Linked DNA regions of Mus musculus: regions 2 and 3 are each linked to region 1. Evidence: chromatin contacts called from public Hi-C and promoter capture Hi-C data. All regions are on one chromosome and are shown on one strand. Each heading gives the region's core, a stretch centred on a gene start, on an enhancer-like site or on the middle of the called end of the contact. The rest is flanking DNA. Distances are from core to core; before and after follow the strand shown. Region 1 holds the start of Hccs (holocytochrome c synthetase). Region 2 overlaps Arhgap6 (Rho GTPase activating protein 6). Region 3 has its middle 4.0 kb from the start of Gm25651.

Region 1 (3,837 bases), core at 1,322-3,821:
TTTTTTCTGAGATGATGTTCTCACTATGTAGCCTAGCTTGCTTGGTACTCACTATAAAAACTAGACCAGGCTGGCCTTGAGCTCACAGAAACTCACATACCTCTGCCTCCTGTAGGCTGGGATCAAATGCTTGCTCTTACCACACAGGGCAATAAATATTTCTTATCAAGGGTCTTTCACGATGGTCAGGAATCTAAGAAAACAAGTTGTAGAAAGTTATTTCGATTCTGGAATGCTAATTGCTTAGGAAACCCCCATCATCTAACAAAGCTGGGGGAACTTTTCAAAGCACCATGGTCATGGCTAACAGACACATAAAACCAAATATTTCTTTGTTACAAGACCTTTTCTGTACAAATCTGTAGTGAAACCTGAATGTATTTGAAATAGCTCCAAACAGAAATTTCTTCTTCAATCAAGTTTTCACTATCAGTCTCCCCCCCATCAATCTCTATCAAATAATGTTTAAAATCAAACATGATTTAGAGTATCTCTTTAGATGAAGTGTACTGTTAGTTGATCTTTAAATTATTTGAATACAGATTCCCAAAGAACAAAGCCTTCGTTCAGCACTTTTGTATTCCCAGCAGTATCTAAAATACCTGGTATGTTATATGTTCTCTGACCCGCTGTGGAACTAGTGATATTGTCTTTATACCCAAGGCATACCAATTCTCTGTTCTCTGGCCGTGATCCTGAGAGAGAGAGACCTCCTACTGCCTCCGATCTTGGAAAACCTTAGAATCTCAGGAACAAGAAAGGTATGATTCTTCTAATCAATTATATTAAAAAGTGAGAACTGTGGGAGATAACCGGAAATGGTTATGAGGATCTCTATGAGAGAAGGCAGAGTGTAAGAGAAGCAATAATTGTGGGATAGAATGGATAATTGTGACACAATAAAGAATTTTGAGGAAGGATATAGAATTTAGAAAGGGCCAAAGGGCCGGGGAAAAGAATTAAATATTTTAAAAGTGGAGACAACATGAACATGTTGAACGAGAGAAGAATTGTAGAACACATAGGAAAATTTAAAAAAAATGTATAACACAAATTTTAAAATGTTTTAACACAAATAGATAATATATATTATGCAATTACGTTGTTACCTGTGAAATCATAGACGCAGAAACATCAAAACAGAATTAACAGACTAGATTTATGTATTCCCAACCTATGGCTCACGATCTGTAAATCAGATATTTACATTATTATTCATAACAGTAACAAAATTATAGTTATGTAGTGGTAACAATAATTTTATACTTGCGAGGATCATCAGAACATGAAGATCTGTATTAAAGGGTTGGAGCTTTGAGAGGTTAGAACCACTGCCTTAGAAGAAGTTGTACCACTTGGACCGACAATGCTCCCCACAAGAACCAAAGACTAGCAAAAAACCAGACTATCACTGAAGAGGGGGCATAACACTTTAAGATCCAGAGTACCAGGAAGTCTGCTGTGGACCAACGCTCCTAGAAATGTCTTCATAAAGAAGACCTAAACAATGGTCACATTAATATGAAAGGGGGCCATTTTCATGGGGTCCCACAGAACTCAAAGCAGGAACCTGAAGCCACCAAGGAATCAAAAGCCATGGAGGCCATGGAGGTACACCACATACTGGCTTGCTTGGTCCCATGGCTCACTTTGCTTTCTTAATATAAGCTAGCCCATCGGTGGTACCGGATACAGATATGGAGAAAATGTCCCCATAGGCTTGCCCACTGGGCCGTCTGATGAAGACAGTGACTCCATTCAAGTTAACAAAAACCTAACCAATACAATAACCATCTCCTATCTGCTGGTTTACCCTACACAAGTAATATAAAAACGTACTTTGTGTAATATGAAATATACTACTTAGATGAAGGCTGTGAATTCCATGGAGTACACTCACAACGGTTGCCAGAGTCCTTGAAAGGACTAGGCGGTGGAAGTTTAAGTGCGTCTACTTAATTATAGCACTTTATTCCACAAATAAGCACAAATATCGCTTGTTCATTAAAAAATACAAGTTGAGCGGGCGGTGGTGGCGCACGCCTTTAATCCCAGCCTTCAGGAGGCAGAGGCAGAGGCAGGCGGATTTCTGAGTTCGAGGCCAGCCTGGTCTACACAGTGAGTTCCAGGACAGCCAGGGCTACACAGAGAAACCCTGTCTCGAAAAACCAAAAAAGAAAAAATACAAGTTGACCTTTCAAGAACCTAAGGAGATGACTTAGAAAAACACAGCGACGTGCCTTACCCCTCGGAAGCGACACCCCGCGGTTCCCTAACTTCTCACCCTGAGCGGCTTACCGGCCGGCCGGCGGAGTTAAAAAACACCGCCTGGCCCGTAGGGGCGGAGACGGAGAGAAGGCTCGGGCGCCTATAGGCCGCGGAGCGAGAAGGGGTGGACCGACCCGCCCTTAAACACACCGCCCCGCACGTAGGGGCGGAGACGGAGAGAAGGCTCGGGCGGCTCGAGGCCTCGGAGCGGAAGGGGGTGGGAGCGATCCGCCCGACCTGACGACCGTTCCTCTCCTCAGCGCGAGCTTGCCTCGTGCTCCCGGAAGTCCCGCCTTCGGAACAGGAAGTAACGGCGCCCGAGAACGCCGGCTGTGACCGGACGTTAGCGGTGACCCCGCGTGAGGAAAAACCGCGGGTGCAGCCGAGCGACTTCGGCTGGGCGGTTCGACGCGCTCGCGGCCGCGCCGCGCGGGACAAGTCGGAGCGGAGACTTGGGGGCAGGGCGGCGCCCGGGTTCGGCTGGAGCCGGCGGCTGCCGAGTGAGTTCGGCTGGGCAGGTTGACGCGCTCGGGGCCGCGCGGCGCGGGACAGTCGGCGAGGTGACTTGGGGACAGGACGGCGTCCGGGTCCGGCTGGAGCCGGTGCACTGTGCAGACCGCGGTGCCGGTGGGACGCGCATAGACGGGAAGGCAACACTGGTGGCTTCCTGCCCTTCGCCGCTCCTTGCCTCCCGTTTTGGTGACTTTTTTTTTTTTAACCTTCCTATTTTCCCTGAGGCGCCTGCCCTACTGGGAACACGGGTTCGAGGCTAGTTCAGTGTATTTTCCCTTGGACCCCACCATCAAGACTACACCCGTCTTCACGACGTGGTTGCATCTTACAAGTTTCCAGACTCTGGCACGGGTCCCCAAATGGTGGCATAGGCTTCAAGGTATTTTCCCAATGGAGGCACTGTTTTCAAAGTGTCCCCTCACCACCCCCCACCCCCACCCCCGAACCAGTGCCCTACCTCTTACTCTCCCAAGGGATGGTGAAAAAAAGCCAGGGCCAGCCAGGATCAGAATAACAAGGGGATATCAACTGTTTAGCCTCCACGTTTTAATCTGATTTCTTGCTTTGGCAGCTGGGTATTTTAGATTGGGAGTGACCCCTGTGATTCCAGCCATGGGTGCCTCAGCATCTTCTCCTGCTACTGCAGTAAACGCCTCGAATGCTTCAGATGGTCAGCCAGCTTCACCACCTTCAGGATGCCCGATGCATAAAGGGCAAAGGAAAGGTAACTTGCCTGTCTCGAAAATTAAAAGAAAGCTAGTGATTCTAGAGCGGTGGTTCTCAAACCTTCCTAATGCTGGACCCTTTGACCCAGTTCTGCACGTTGTGGTGACTCAACCACAACATTATTTTCCTTTCAACGTCATTACTGTAAGTTTGCTTCTGTTCTGACTCGTCATGGAAATATTGTTGGAGATAGTGCGTTGCCAGAGGGGTCAACCCACAGGCTGAGAGCCACAGTTCTAGAGTTGTAGCTTGGTAGTGAGGCTTGCAAAGCGGGACTAAGGCACTCTGGGGCTGGTCCAATTTGGCTGCTCACTAGATATTATCATAAAC
Region 2 (3,850 bases), core at 844-3,343, 270 kb after region 1:
TTGCCAATTAGAATAAATTTTGAGGGGGTGGAGAAGTGGCTCAGTGGTTAAGAACACTTCTGTAGGATCCAGGTTCAATTTACAGCACCCATATATTTTCACCTAACAGTTTCTAACTCCAGTTCCAAAGGATCTGACACCCTCTCCTGGCCTCCATGGGTATTACACACATGGTTCATAGACATGCATGCAAGCAAAACACCCATACAGATCAAATAAAAATAAGTCTATATATTAAAAGGAAGAAAACTTTAACCAGATGTGTTGGTACACATCTATAATTCTAGTACTCAAGGGGCAGAGGCAGAGGAATGCCATGAGTCTGAGAGAAGACTAAGCCAGATAGTGATTTCCAGAGCAGTGCAGGCTACAGAGTGAGTCTCCATCTCATTGCTCATAGTGAAATTATACATGGATGGATGAATAGATGATATAGATATGTATGTATAGATAAATGATGATTATGAAGATAGATAGATAAAAACAATAAAAAGAATTTGTTGACTCTCCAAGGAAGTAATTATAAATACCTCCATTTTGCTAGTCTGAGGAACCAGAGTTACTAAAAACAAAGAAACCAGGGAAAACTGTAGCAAATCTACTTAAACATGAACATGTTTTTATAATATTCTTTTAAAATGTATTCCTATACTATTGCTGTGGGCTTGGGGTAACTGTAAGGAAATGTAAGGAAGATGAAATTCTACCTCTCCTAAAAGAATTAACTGACAAAATTGAAAGAAAAATGGGATAGATGTATTTCTATCTTCTTAAAAATATTAGTGCTCTCAGATATTTGATTAAACATCTCTCTTTCTCTGTCTCTCCGTCTCTGTCTCTCCCTGTCTCTCTCTGTGTATGTGTGTGTGTGTGTGTGTGTGTGTGTGTGTGTGTGTGTGTGTGTGTGTGTGTAGTGAGTGCATTCCTACATTTCTTAACTTTCTTCCCTCACCTTTTTGGCAGCTCCATCTTGAAAGGAAAGCATTTTCCTTACCCAAGATAACAGTAGCTTTGTAAATGTGGTTTGCTCTGGCCAATGAATGGGAAGTAAGAGAAAACAGCAATGTGCTAACCTGCATATGCCTTGAGAGTATGAAGTTGGTTGTACTTGTCTTCTTGTGCTTCTACTTCTGTGGCTCTCCTAGGTAAACCTCATCTCACGATCCTGAACTCCAGAATAGATACACATGCAGCAAGAGCTCTCAACAGAGCAATGTTTGCTGGGACTGATTTACGGACCTCCAATTAAATAGCTGAGCTCTACCTATATAAGCCAGTCCAGGTGACCCACTGATCCATGAAGATTGATGGTGGTATTTGATACCACTGAATGTCAGAGTAGTCTGTCAAACAGCATTAGTATGACAATAGTTAACTGATACAAACACAATTCTACATTCATATAACACACTATAAAGTAAGTGTTATTACCACCAATCCTTTATATTGATACTGCATTTAATAAAAAAGTACAGAGAGTACAGCAGTTCTCAACCTGTGGGTTATGACCCCTTTGAGATTCCAATGATCTTTTCATAAGTGTCACCTAAGACCGTTAGAAAACACAGATATTTACATTATGAATTACAGCAGTAGAAAATTTAGAGTTATTAAGTAGCAATGAAAATAACTTTGAGGTCACCACAACATGAGGAACTGTATTAAAGCTTTAGGAAGGTTGAGAACCACTGTCCTAGAAGATCCCATAGTTCTTCAAATCGAAGATGTCCTTAGACTCTCAAGAAGAGCCTATTATTCTTTTACAAATATTTGCAATGCATGATGTTAAGGAGTTCTGGCAATGTAGTCTTAGTTGCCTACCTTACTGAAAGTAGAAGGCTAGTTCCCATATGTCTAGGTTGTAAAAATAATCTCCCTTTCCAATATGCATCAAAGCATAATCATATAGTGAAACATCCCTAACTGAAGTAAAAGTGTGCTATGTTTGCAGAATCAGATAGCATCAGCACTTGTGACACCTTTTTAAAAAAAATGGTGAGAACCAAATAAATGCAGGAAGTCTTTATGGCTGTGTCCTAATGATAAGGTTTCACTCTGCAGCCATCCTGAAAGAAAAAACAGCAATTACAGGGTTTTTAAGCCAGTTAATCTTGATAAGGGACAATCTTTTCCCCAGGAGAGGTCTGCGAACTGCCACTCCCTTTAAACCAAGTGAGTAAGAATGCATGTGTGCCATGAGTGCCAGTGTTTACATGACGACTGTGCTGCCCAGAGCCACTGCAAATACACGAGGAGCTTGAGTTTGTCCTTGTTCATAAATACTTTTGGAAAACTGATGAAGAACAGCTGCCAGTTCACATGCACCTTTTCTAGGTGGCAGGGAGTTCAACCATGCCCTGTGGTGTCTTTCCTGAAACGGATGTTCCATTAGAACACTCACGTAAAGAAAACAAGAGACACATTCAGGCAGGGTTGAATTTTGCCATGTTTCAATCAAAATTACTTTTCTGGTGAGAATTATAATATCACAACAGTTAGCCAAATATATCAAAAAGAATGTCATTCATTTCTGGTTGTGGTGGCGGTGGTAGTTGTGGTGGTTGTTAACCAGAATATCAAAATACTGCTTACCTCTTATCAATTTACTTTCTTTTCCCTGTTATTCCTGATCAATGAGCAATGGGATCAGGAATGTTGCCAATATGGGAAGGATAGAGAGAATAATTTAAGAGATGCCATTTTATAGGGAGTAGTTCAGTACATAGATTATAAAGGTGTCTTTTAAAGGATTAAGTGAAATGATATAGGTAGGCTATTAATTTTTAAAGGCAAGTATTCAACAAATATTGGCTATCATCATGACTACGGTCAAACTAAATATTTCTAAAAGATAAAAACATAAAACTATTGATTAATTTCTTTGACAGTAATGCATGTATCAAGCATACATCAGGCACATGCTTCAAGTGGCCAAGAAAGCAGAGTCAGGATATGGTCCATGGTTCTGGCCTCTGCATCTTTCTTCATATGTTCCAATGTTTTTTGTATGTTATATTCAAAGAAACAATTAAAAGCAAGAAAGATATCATAAATATATGTGTGTGTGTTTTAAGCTATTTGTTTTTCTAATTTGATCTGACACAAACTTATATAGCCATTTTCCTGCAGTTGTTATTATTGTGCCTTTTTGAAGCTGCATAAAATTCCATTGTATATGTGTACCTCATTTTTGGTATCCATTTCTGGCTATTGTGAATGATGCAACAAGAAGCATAGATATTCAAGTGTCTACTTGCTATGTCAACATCACATAGTAATTCTAGTTTTGACTTTTTTCTTTTTCCTTTTTTCAGAAGGCTCCATGCACATTCCCACAGTAGCTCTATCGGTTCATTTTCCCACTGTAAGTTCGTAACGGTTGTTCCTTCTCTACAGTCTCACGAACATTTGTTGGCCTTTGTCTTTTCTGTTGCTTGTTTTTGTTATGATAAGCTATTCTGAATACAGTAAAATGGAGTCTCAAAGCAATTTTAGTTTTTATTTCCATGATAGCTAAAGCTCTTGACCCTGTCTCTCCCTTTGAGCATTTATTGGCCATTTGTATTTTTTTCTTCTTAGAACTATTGAGTTCATTAGCCCATTTACTAACTGGATCATTTTGTGTTTAATTTTACAGTCTTCATATACACTAAGTGTCAACTCTCTGTCTGATATATAATTGGCATATATATATCTTGCATTGTAAAGAAAATCATTACAAAATGAAAAGGCCAGCTCACAGAATGAGGTAAAAGATCTCAGAAATTGTAATTTTCCCTTTGCCAAATTAACTAGGTTACAAGGGGGGGCCAACTGCAGTCTTTGGCTGCAACTAGTCCATAACTGAAAG
Region 3 (3,840 bases), core at 782-3,281, 370 kb before region 1:
TCTAATTTAGTCTTACCATGTGCCTTGGAGAAGATGATGTTAAAAGCCATCAAGGCCAGGGGATTAAATGTTTCCCATCCAGCTTGCAAGTGACTACTGAGTTATGTTTTTGTAGCACTAAATATGGCCGTACTTCTAAGTATTTCTGTGCAACATTAGAGGGCATTAAACAGCTAGTGATGGTGGCTGTGGCAAACTACAGACTATGAAAACAAGGTAAGTTACTTTCTTACACTTTCCTCTGACTGGAATGGGAAAATGTGTGTGTGTGTGTGTGTGTGTGTGTGTGTGTGTGTGTGTGTGTATGTGTGTACATGCATGTGTGCTTCTGCACACATTCACACATGCATATAGGTATGGACACATATATTGTGCCTTAGTGAGTTTGTCTGAATCAGATGACAACCCTACATGAGTCAGTTCTCACCTTCCACAATGTAGGTCCAAGAATCCATCTCAGGTTGTCAGGCTTGGTGGTAAGGAATTTAAACCCACTGAGCCTTTGTCAGCTCCAGATGAAATAAGTTTGAATTCAAATTTACTATGAGACTCTTCTTTATTCATGCCCCTCTATTTGTTACTTATGGAACACAAAATCTTTGTCTTAAACAGTACAGAAGAATTGTTAATTTTATTTGCAGTTAGCGACTTCAGGTCTCTGCATTGCATTCTCTCCTTTCTCAGTCATGAGGTAGTAGGTGCTCTTTTCCCCCAGCTCTCTAAATGTTTCCCTTTGGGACACAATCTTTTTCTCTTTTCCATTCTCATGAATTCAATATTCAGAGAGAACAAGAAACACATAGATGCCATGGGGAAAGAAATCATTGCAACCTCACATAGCCACCAATATTCTCTCTGCACTCTCAGAATCAACCAATTAGTCCTTGTCTTAATTCTCTGGCAAGTCTCAGAACTTTCACAATCCTCAAATTATCATCTTCCAAAATTCTTCCCTTAGGAAATTCCTGGCAACTTCCTGGCTCCTTGCAATCCTAGGACCTGAGTAAGAGCTCCATTTTATGGTGTAATATGAAAGTGCTCTTCCAGATGGATTATTGTGGACTATTTTACAACTTATAAGACCAAGTATGCATGGTCATGGCCTCCCGAGATTGTCTAATTATTGGGCTGAGGAGAGTCATATTAGTATTCATTACACCTAAGATCAATCCTTGCTCAGATTTTTGATCATATTTGACGGTGTTTGTTTTTCATATGTTAGAGCTTTTGTATCATGGAATCCTATAGCTTTAGGCCTTTACTAGCCAAAAGGTAAGGCAAAATTGCTGATGAAAGGGACTCTGGAATACAGCCAGTCCATTGGAATGAAAATGATAGAGCTGGCTGCCACTAAACTTATCTGTACTGGACACGTGAATAAACTAGAGGGCAAGCAAATTGCTCAGCAGTCTGTCAGGACAAGATAAATACGTAAAGAAGTCGATAGCAAAGCCTTTCAAGGTGAACTGAGAGAAGCAAACGCACACAACTCTGGTCAGTGAACAAAAGAAAACAAGCAAGTTCCCTTGGGTCAATTAGCCAGAAATGCAGTTTCTTTTAACATGCTGTGCTGATGTGAACCTATGAATCACACAACCCTCAAAGACAGAATCTTACAACAAGCCAGGGTACTTTAGTCATAACGCCATCTCTGGAAAAGGTCAGAAGAGTAGAAAATTTCATCTTTGTAATTTTTGTGTACCTAAAGGGCCAATTATCTATTAAACAACTATAGAGTGATCATTTCAAGGAAGCACTAAAAGAGTCTTTAAAAATAGTCAGTGGATTCCAGTGATTTACGTCATAAAGAAGCAGACTATCTTAAGTAACACATGGACAATAAAAGCAAGCAGATGTTTGTACTCTAGTGAGGGCACTAATGGATGTGCTATGGCACTGTGTCAAAGTGAAGTTTGCCATCAACTGAATTACCCACTAGAGCTTTAAATAGAGCTGCACAATTGAGCCAACAACTGGTAAGCTGTTCCCAGCCACTCTGAGCATTAGTCCTTCATGCAGGTAACAATGAATAATTCACTGTTAACACACTGTGTCAAAACAGTGTTTGGAAAGAGGCCTTGAGATGTGTGATACACTATAATATGCAGACTTGCCCTAAAAAAAGTTACTCGGGGTACTGAGTTATAAACATAAGTTATTGTGAGCAAAAATGCCAGTGACTTGGATTTGGGATTTCATGCAAGAGCTGTCTGGAAGTTACCAAGTGAAGCCCTAGTACTTTAAGTAATGCTTAACAATAGAAATGGATCCACAGAGCTCTCAGTTTTTACTTCCCTCTCAGATGTGTAAAGTATTTTATAAATACTAAGCCAGGTGCTGCCGGTTTAATTAATGACTCAGAGGAGTATGGGAAGCATGTGGAGGATTAACTCTTAAAGCCATCAGGCTATTGTTCATTGACCTAGAATAGCTATTTACTAACTCTGGAGAGGGCAGACTGCTCTGTAGCACCCAAGAAGTCCTGGATTCTCTGTCACTCATGCTGTTTTTGAAGAAACGCCTTTTATTTTTTTAAAAGCAAATTGCATTTATACTCATATGGCAGAAGATTAGACAAATTCTACCATCCTCATGGGTCAGTTTTACTTATTCTTAGGAACCTACAAATTGGCCAGAAACTTTTGAATGTAACAGTACCTTCTCATATTTTCTTGCTTCTAATTTCCCAGCTTCCCTGGTCTGATGTGTTGTTGTTGCCAAATTTTTCCTTTTTAATCTCTTCCTTAATTGACTTTTTTCATTTTTTGCTGTTCATTTCTCAAAATTTTAAAGCATTTTATTTGAAGTGTCTTTCCCATCCTTTCTTTTGTCTTCTTTCATTTTCTGCTTCCTGTATTTTCTATTTCCTGAAAATATGTGCCTTGCCAGTTGTATTGACCCTTTCATCCTGTACCTTGTTGTTTGGTGGGATTTTGCTTCCAAGGAAATGACTGTCATGTATCTCTTTGAATTGTACCACCAACACTTAATACAGATGTTTATGGCATAATTTTAACATGTCCTCTGAGAGATTATACAGCCAGTGAATGGAACCATAAAAATTCAGCCTCAAAACGTTTATCTTTCCTATTCCACTGATCGACAAATAATTCATCCTCCTTCCGAAATCCAGGTTACCTAGCCGGACTCTCAACTTTAAGAGTACTACAACTATTTCTATAGTTATGTAAATTAAATCTGTCCTGGAAGTTTTATTTTGCATTTCTTTGTCAGACACTATTTCCTGTTCAAGACTTTAGTTACCTCTAATGATTTCAACTCTGAAATATCATGAAAATTGATCTCTCTTCACTTCTGCCACCACAGCACAAGTATATGTAGATATCTTCTTCCCCAGGCAGCTTTCCTTGTTCCTGTTTGATCCACACCGAATCACTCTGCCATACCTTATATCTGACCCGTTTTCTATGTTGCTGTCAATGTGGACTTTTCCAAAGACAAATGTCACCCTGATCAGCTAAACCTTCCTACTGCGATATTATGGACGTGGCTCCAGATTAGACCTTTTATTTCTTTCATAACACCTTTATTATTTGTTATGTTATATTTTATCCATGTTTATTTCTTATGATAGAATATCATCTACATAAATACATGTTCCACTTAAACCTTAGTCTGTAAGGTGATAAATATTGTTATAAGGACATTGAGTATTCTCTTTGCACCTGAAGTCTGAAACTACTTAAGAGGTTTATCTCACCTATAATTGTTATTTTACGGATGAAGATAAGGCAGATACAAACTTAAATATTCATTCTTAATATGCCTAAAGGAGTGCTTTCAATAAATGAAGAATGAAATGGTTCTACTATAGATTCT

The links. Promoter capture Hi-C pulls out the DNA fragments that hold promoters and counts their contacts. A called contact is a pair of places that touch in the nucleus more often than the background predicts.
Region 2: a promoter capture Hi-C map of the HPC-7 cell line shows a contact between it and region 1. The contact joins the enhancer-like site here to the promoter of Hccs in region 1. A contact is called at or near these places in 1 of 39 promoter capture datasets (the HPC-7 cell line and HPC-7-derived erythroid cells) and 2 of 484 Hi-C or Micro-C datasets (the MNK3 cell line and hematopoietic stem and progenitor cells).
Region 3: a contact with region 1 is called in a Hi-C map of uterus, with 2.9 times the contacts expected there. The contact joins the enhancer-like site here to the promoter of Hccs in region 1. A contact is called at or near these places in 7 of 39 promoter capture datasets (the 3T3-L1 cell line, cranial neural crest, embryonic stem cells and 2 more), 1 of 15 datasets of contacts at CTCF or cohesin (the NIH/3T3 cell line), 12 of 484 Hi-C or Micro-C datasets (the 3T3-L1 cell line, 3T3-L1-derived adipocytes, the HL-1 cell line and 6 more), 2 of 115 datasets of contacts at active chromatin or transcription factors (the NIH/3T3 cell line and embryonic stem cells) and 1 of 9 other capture datasets (adipose tissue).

Annotation. Positions count from the first base shown.
Region 1 is chrX:169,319,106-169,322,942 of GRCm38.p6, reverse strand. Hccs (holocytochrome c synthetase) reads left to right here and starts at 2,571. Exons shown (of 7, transcript NM_001331049.1): 1 at 2,571-2,967; 2 at 3,353-3,505. The coding sequence starts at 3,394. Gm15246 (predicted gene 15246) reads right to left here and starts at 2,548. Exons shown (of 6, transcript NM_001361166.1): 1 at 2,246-2,548; 2 at 101-193.
Region 2 is chrX:169,046,049-169,049,898 of GRCm38.p6, reverse strand. The region is part of intron 1 of Arhgap6 (Rho GTPase activating protein 6); the gene reads right to left. Among named protein-coding and RNA genes, the nearest start is that of Amelx, 140 kb to the left of the region's middle. Within about 2 kb of position 2,093, at least 5 of the 459 cell types and tissues checked have an H3K27ac peak or open chromatin away from gene starts, as enhancers often do. A contact at or near this core is called in the HPC-7 cell line, where this site is marked.
Region 3 is chrX:169,689,977-169,693,816 of GRCm38.p6, reverse strand. It overlaps a transcript of Mid1 not described here. Among named protein-coding and RNA genes, the nearest start is that of Gm25651, 4.0 kb to the left of the region's middle. Within about 2 kb of position 2,031, at least 23 of the 459 cell types and tissues checked have an H3K27ac peak or open chromatin away from gene starts, as enhancers often do. A contact at or near this core is called in the NIH/3T3 cell line, adipose tissue and uterus, where this site is marked.